2 separate regions of the Rattus norvegicus genome follow, and region 2 is linked to region 1. Evidence: chromatin contacts called from public Hi-C data. All regions are on one chromosome and are shown on one strand. The core of a region is the stretch at or near the end of the contact, and the rest is flanking DNA. Distances in the headings are between cores, read along the strand shown. Region 1 holds the start of Lect2 (leukocyte cell-derived chemotaxin 2). Region 2 overlaps Slc25a48 (solute carrier family 25, member 48).

Region 1 (2,732 bases), core at 112-2,611:
ATGCATCTGGACCTGCTTCTAGATTCTCCCCAGTGATCTATTCCCGTTCTTGCTCAGACTCATTTCCGTGATGCCTGCACTGTGGTGGCACCGTGTACACGGCACTCCGAGAAAAGCTGTGTGAAGTCCAGTGCAGCCTCGCCCACACGGTTTTGTTACCGTTGCGGCCTCCGTGGCTTCACGCTGCATCCAGTATTACTCACTGTTCTGGGGTGTCCTGGGCTGCCTTCAGCTGTGAGTCCCTGTTGCGTGTGACTCCTTATTGTGTCCTGGGGCAGCCTGTCAGCCTGGCACTGGCAGGACACGGGAAGCAGAGTGCAATGACAGAAAGCAGGTCAGGCTGCAGGACATAGCGTTACCTCTGACTCACTTGGTCAAAACCACAGAGCTGAGCCAAAACCAAAGGCTGGGGAAGTGTCCGGGAAGACAGGACAGGGTGTGGCTGCAGCTGTGGAAGCGTTACCACAAGTTTCCTACAGCTACTGACTAGGTATGCAAGCGGGGAGGCTTCATGGAAAAGTCTAGTCCTTGTCTGACGTTAAGGGTAGCTGGTAGTTCATATGTGAGAATTCCGATTCGGAAAAGCTAATTACAAGTAAGAAGCACAGAGAACTAGAGAATGTTGCATCCGGGTCTCCAATAATTGACAAATTAATGTTTTGCAGACTTGCCATTGTTTTTTTTTTTCCAGAAACAAAATATTTTAGAGCTTACGTAGCCATGACTCTCCACCCAGTATGCTCCTCTCCAGGCTGTGCTGCTGCGTGTTTTTGTGTCATTCTTATACACACCATATTCACGAAGGGCAACACTTTTTGTTTGGAAGATTTAAAGATAGGATATGGTATACAATGCATAATCCTTAATATTCAATAGTGTATTTAGGATCTAAGTATATTAACATATATAGTCTTTATGTAAGTTCATGGTTCGACTGTGATCTCCTCTACTGGTAGATTCCTTAGGTGTTAATTCCACCGTTATAAGCCTTTGAAATCACATGCTCAAAAGAAACAATTTATGAAACTGTCAATATTATCTATAGATCTTATGTAGTTGAAGTCTAATTGGACAATTGAATACCCACCACACCTAAGATATGCGCTGCGATTATGAGAATCCTCCAATATTACTGTCAACCTGGATGATCCTCAGAAAGGTCTCCAGTGACCGTGATCACTATACCGCCATCACCCTCCAGCCCCAAGCAGAAGACATCATTCCGCTCCCAGTTTTATCATTCCTGTTAATAGTTAATATCAGTGTTTCTGATAGCATTGGCAGCTTCTCCAGATCAAAGGCATTGGCAGAGGTCTCTGTGCGGTCAGACAGCCCTCTCCACGGAATGTTACAGTTTAACCTGACTCATTTTGTTTTCCGTGTCTCGTACTAAACCTCGGAGAAACACGGGATTCCAAAGCTTAATTACCAGAGAAGGTGGACTCAGTCGTGGACTGTGTGTGCATGGGAGCAATTCTAACCAGAGGAAGAAACGGGAAGCAGAATCCAGATGTTTCCCACAAGAATCCTCATGTCAGCTGCTTTGATTTCCACTGGTAAGTCAGAAGCCCAACGTTAGAATCCTCACTAACTTAAGAGTTATATACCCGGGTTACGCCCGATTTCAGGCGTAGGCTTAAAAGTCAATCATAGAATGTGACATAAAATTTGGTATTAGTAATTGAAGTTGGAGTAGGCTGGAACGGTGAAGCAGTTGGATTTCTCCACCACCTCTTCCTGATGCTCTGAGTCCTCAGTCAGGGAATATAAACAGGGTGCAGGGAGACTCTGACACCCCTTCAATCCTTGCCTGGAACTTAATCAGAACCCACCCCCAGCCCACTCCCCCAAAACCCTAGAAGGTGAAAGTCTCACATAAGACTCGGATGTGGGGAGTTCCTGATGCTAAGGCCAGCTTGGGATGATGGGACCGTCCCCTTGGTGCTCCCAGCAGGCAAGACAAACAGATTAATAAGCTGCCCACTAGATTCCTCAGTTGCCCGGGATGATGCTGGTTCCATCCTGCTATAACCTGATCATAACATCCATTTGAAGCTTAGCTCCACATTAGAAGGCTTTGAGACTCAAATATGAAGTTACAGCAATGAATATACTGTAGCTTTTCTTCACAGAAAATACTATTTAGGCTCACTGTGGCTTGTGGTTTTGTCACGTCTCAAATATCCACTTCTACGTTTTGCAAATATGAGATTCAGTTCATGCTGTCTAAAGTTGGCGACTCTGTCTGTGTGTCAGACATTTGCGTGGATGCCATTCTTAGCCCTGATTATAAAACATTCCAAGGTTACCACGCAGCTTCGTGAGTTCTGTCCGTGCTCCCTTCCTTTGCTTTAGCATAGTGCTCCCCAGGTCTGGTAACAGGCAAAGGAAAGTTGAAAACACAATTTCCACCTTGTATTCATGAAGGATTTCGAGCAGTGATATGATGAAGGTTCATGCTTATAAATATTTCATATGCCACAGAATTACATAGCCGGGGACTATGTTCTATATCTAAATCTGCTATCCACAGGAGAAACTAACCAAATGAGGGGGGATTAGACCCCAGTGTCCAGGGGGACACACAGGAGAGACACAGGTCACGGGTGCCCATGACTCTCACATTTCTCTTCTGCAGCCCTGGCAGGACCATGGGCTAACATATGTGCCAGCAGATCTTCCAACGAGATCCGGACATGTGACAGCTATGGCTGTGGACAGTACTCTACTCA
Region 2 (2,700 bases), core at 93-2,592, 74 kb after region 1:
AGGCCCAGAAGCACATTGTTCAAATGGATCAGATGCTACCCTGTGCAGGGGGCTAAGCCCCTGGGCAGATTTGTTGCAGGAACCCAGAGAATACAGCAGGGTATCCCGGTCTCAGAATCTCAAGTCACCTCCAGGGGTAAAGGGGCCATCTCGAGTTGACCATTTCACTCAGGATGCCTAAATTTTCCCCAGAAGTGGCAAAATCACACCCGAGACCCACTCCTGGCTATTGGATAGAATGGGGCTTGGTGGGGGAAGGAGAAGTGGCGCGGGCTGGGGGGAGGGGAAGGACAGTTAAATTTAGGTAGAAAATGAAAACAGTTGCACCTGTGTCCCCAGCGCCCAAGGACACGGTTTGATGACTCAGCAACCATAATAAGCATGCAGGGGAAGGTAGAACTGAGGCAGGAGCGCGGAACACCGATCTTTTAAGACTTGGGTTACCTAACCCAGTGGGCCCCTCCATGCCCAGGGGAATCAAGCCCAGTGGGCCCTCTCTATGCTCAGCCAGTGGCCAGAAGCCATACTTCTCTGGATGTACAGCTCCCTGGACTTCACAACTGAATCACGTGCTTCCGGAATCTTCTTTGACAACAGCTTAGCAGAGAGGATTCTGGGAGTTAGAACACGGACCAATAGCCCATCCTGTGTCCGGAGCATGCGAAGATCTATTCAGTATCGGCATCTATCCCATTCCAAAGCATGCTTATGAAGACACAAAGGAGCAGTTATGATGCTCAGAGTTTCACATGGTCCGGGCCCAGGGTACACAGACCCAGCCACCCTTTGTCAACCTCCAGACAAAAGCTAACAGCCCCGGATCAGAGAGGAAGACTGTGGTTTTTTTTTACAGACGAGGAGAACTTAAGCCCAAGCAGCAGAACGTGTCGAGATCATGCAGATAGACACCGAGGTTGAAACCCAAGGGAAGGACCACACCCTGGGGCACCGAGAACAAAGATTGGGAGGGAAGTGCCCAGGACCCAAGCGCTCCCAGAACAGTCACCAGCTAGCAGGCACCCTCAGGATTTAGTTGACACTCTGCTGCCACCAAGTGGCAATTCTATGGCATATCAGCCAAACAGGCTTTTGAGAAATAATGTTTCCGGTCCTCAAAGCGACCGGCAAGACTGAAAACTAACTTCCAATGACTCTAAGATACCACCTTCCTCTCCACTCTCGTTTTCTCATGAGCACACGGGTTTTCCTAAGGACTGTACAGCACGTGATGTCACAGACAAGCAGAAGGGCTTCCAACTGCCCCTTAGTCATTCACTACAGAGGAGTGAACTCTCTGCCTAGCCAGGAGTACACAATGGGAGATCCTGATTGGCCTCTGAAAATACCACTCCTTCAACCCAACTGTGCAGCCTAGGCAGGCACTAGTGCATGCCTGCTTGACACATCCTGGGATGGGATAGAGGAGGCACTCTGGGTCCATCCTGTAACATACCAGGAGCACAGCACCTCACCAAGACCCTCAGTACCTGCCCGTGATGCTGAAGTGGGGGTTGGGCCAGCCTCTTCCTGTTAAGGAGTCTAGTAAACTAGCACGAAAGCTTTGCCGGAGCTCCTCCACTCTTCCCTTGAGTCGGTGCCTGCACACAGCAGGGGCTCAACACAGGTGATCACTAAGTGACCACAAGCCCATCGGCTCAGATCTAGCCAAGGGACTTTGAGCTTCAAGAGCTGTGAAGGGTGGGCTTGGAGAGCATTCTGAGGAAGCACCTGTGATCTACACTGAAAATGGTCATGTCGGCCTCTAGGGGGCAGTTGTGATTTGGTGCTTGGTTTGGGGCAAACCAAGGAAGATCTTAAAACGTTTGTTTTTTACATGGCTGTGAAGACAGTTCCCTCACTGGGGTTTAAGACCACCCTGGACCACATTTCTGCTTGGCTGGTGGCGACTGCGCAGGTGACAATGTGAGGCAGGACTCTGAAGCCACATTCAGCAGTGTGCTGAGAAGGGCTCTGGGGTGCAGTAGGCGTGGCTGCTGCAGGCGCAGAGCCGGAAGTGACATCATGGACGCGCGCCACGGAAGAGCAAGGTTATCTCCTATGTGGCTCCCATAGGTGGTAAGGTAGAAGCACAAAGTCACACTGGGAAGCAGACTGCATTTTATTGGGATTTCCACGTAGAAGTCACGCCCACAGAACACCCGCCCCTGTGAGCTCTGGCTGCCATCTGCGGCTCAGGCATGACACCAACACATCACCCGCTCAGGCTTGGGAGCAAATCTTTGGATTTTCCTCCCCTGTATGTTTCTTTCCAGACACTGAACCCTCCCTTCCCAACTTGAGGACCACGAAGAAAATGACACATGCTAACCTCCCCACCCCTCTTAGTTAAGCTGGTTTCTTCTGGCAGCATCTCCAAAGACCTAAACTGAAGAGAGAGGAGGGTGACCAAGGTCTCTCAGAAGTCAGGTAGGGCGCTACGTATACAGAAACAACCCTAAGGACTTTTCTGTGCTTTTGATTGAGGAGTGCAAGTCTATGCTGGGTTTCCAACATCCGTGGGCACAGAATGTTTTTGCCTCTCTTTCTCAGGTTCTAACCCAGAGCTGAAAGAGATGATGGCTGCCTGACCCATGTATGGTCTGCTGTTTCCCACCAGCACTTGGACTCTGGAGAGAAAGTCTGCAGTCATGAAGGAAGGGACTCGAAGCTCGGGATGATGGCTGTGTCCCACCTGGCACC

The links. A called contact is a pair of places that touch in the nucleus more often than the background predicts.
Region 2: a Hi-C map of the A7r5 cell line shows a contact between it and region 1, with 5 times the contacts expected there. The contact joins the enhancer-like site here to the promoter of Lect2 in region 1. A contact is called at or near these places in 4 of 12 Hi-C or Micro-C datasets (the A7r5 cell line, Schwann cells, kidney and 1 more).

Annotation. Positions count from the first base shown.
Region 1 is chr17:8,048,673-8,051,404 of GRCr8, forward strand. Lect2 (leukocyte cell-derived chemotaxin 2) reads left to right here and starts at 1,362. Exons shown (of 4, transcript NM_001108405.1): 1 at 1,362-1,556; 2 at 2,639-2,732. The coding sequence starts at 1,511.
Region 2 is chr17:8,123,114-8,125,813 of GRCr8, forward strand. It overlaps Slc25a48 (solute carrier family 25, member 48), which reads right to left. Exons shown (of 9, transcript XR_010059371.1): 8 at 528-2,700. Among named protein-coding and RNA genes, the nearest start is that of Il9, 7.4 kb to the left of the region's middle. Within about 2 kb of position 1,343, at least 3 of the 93 cell types and tissues checked have an H3K27ac peak or open chromatin away from gene starts, as enhancers often do. A contact at or near this core is called in the A7r5 cell line, where this site is marked.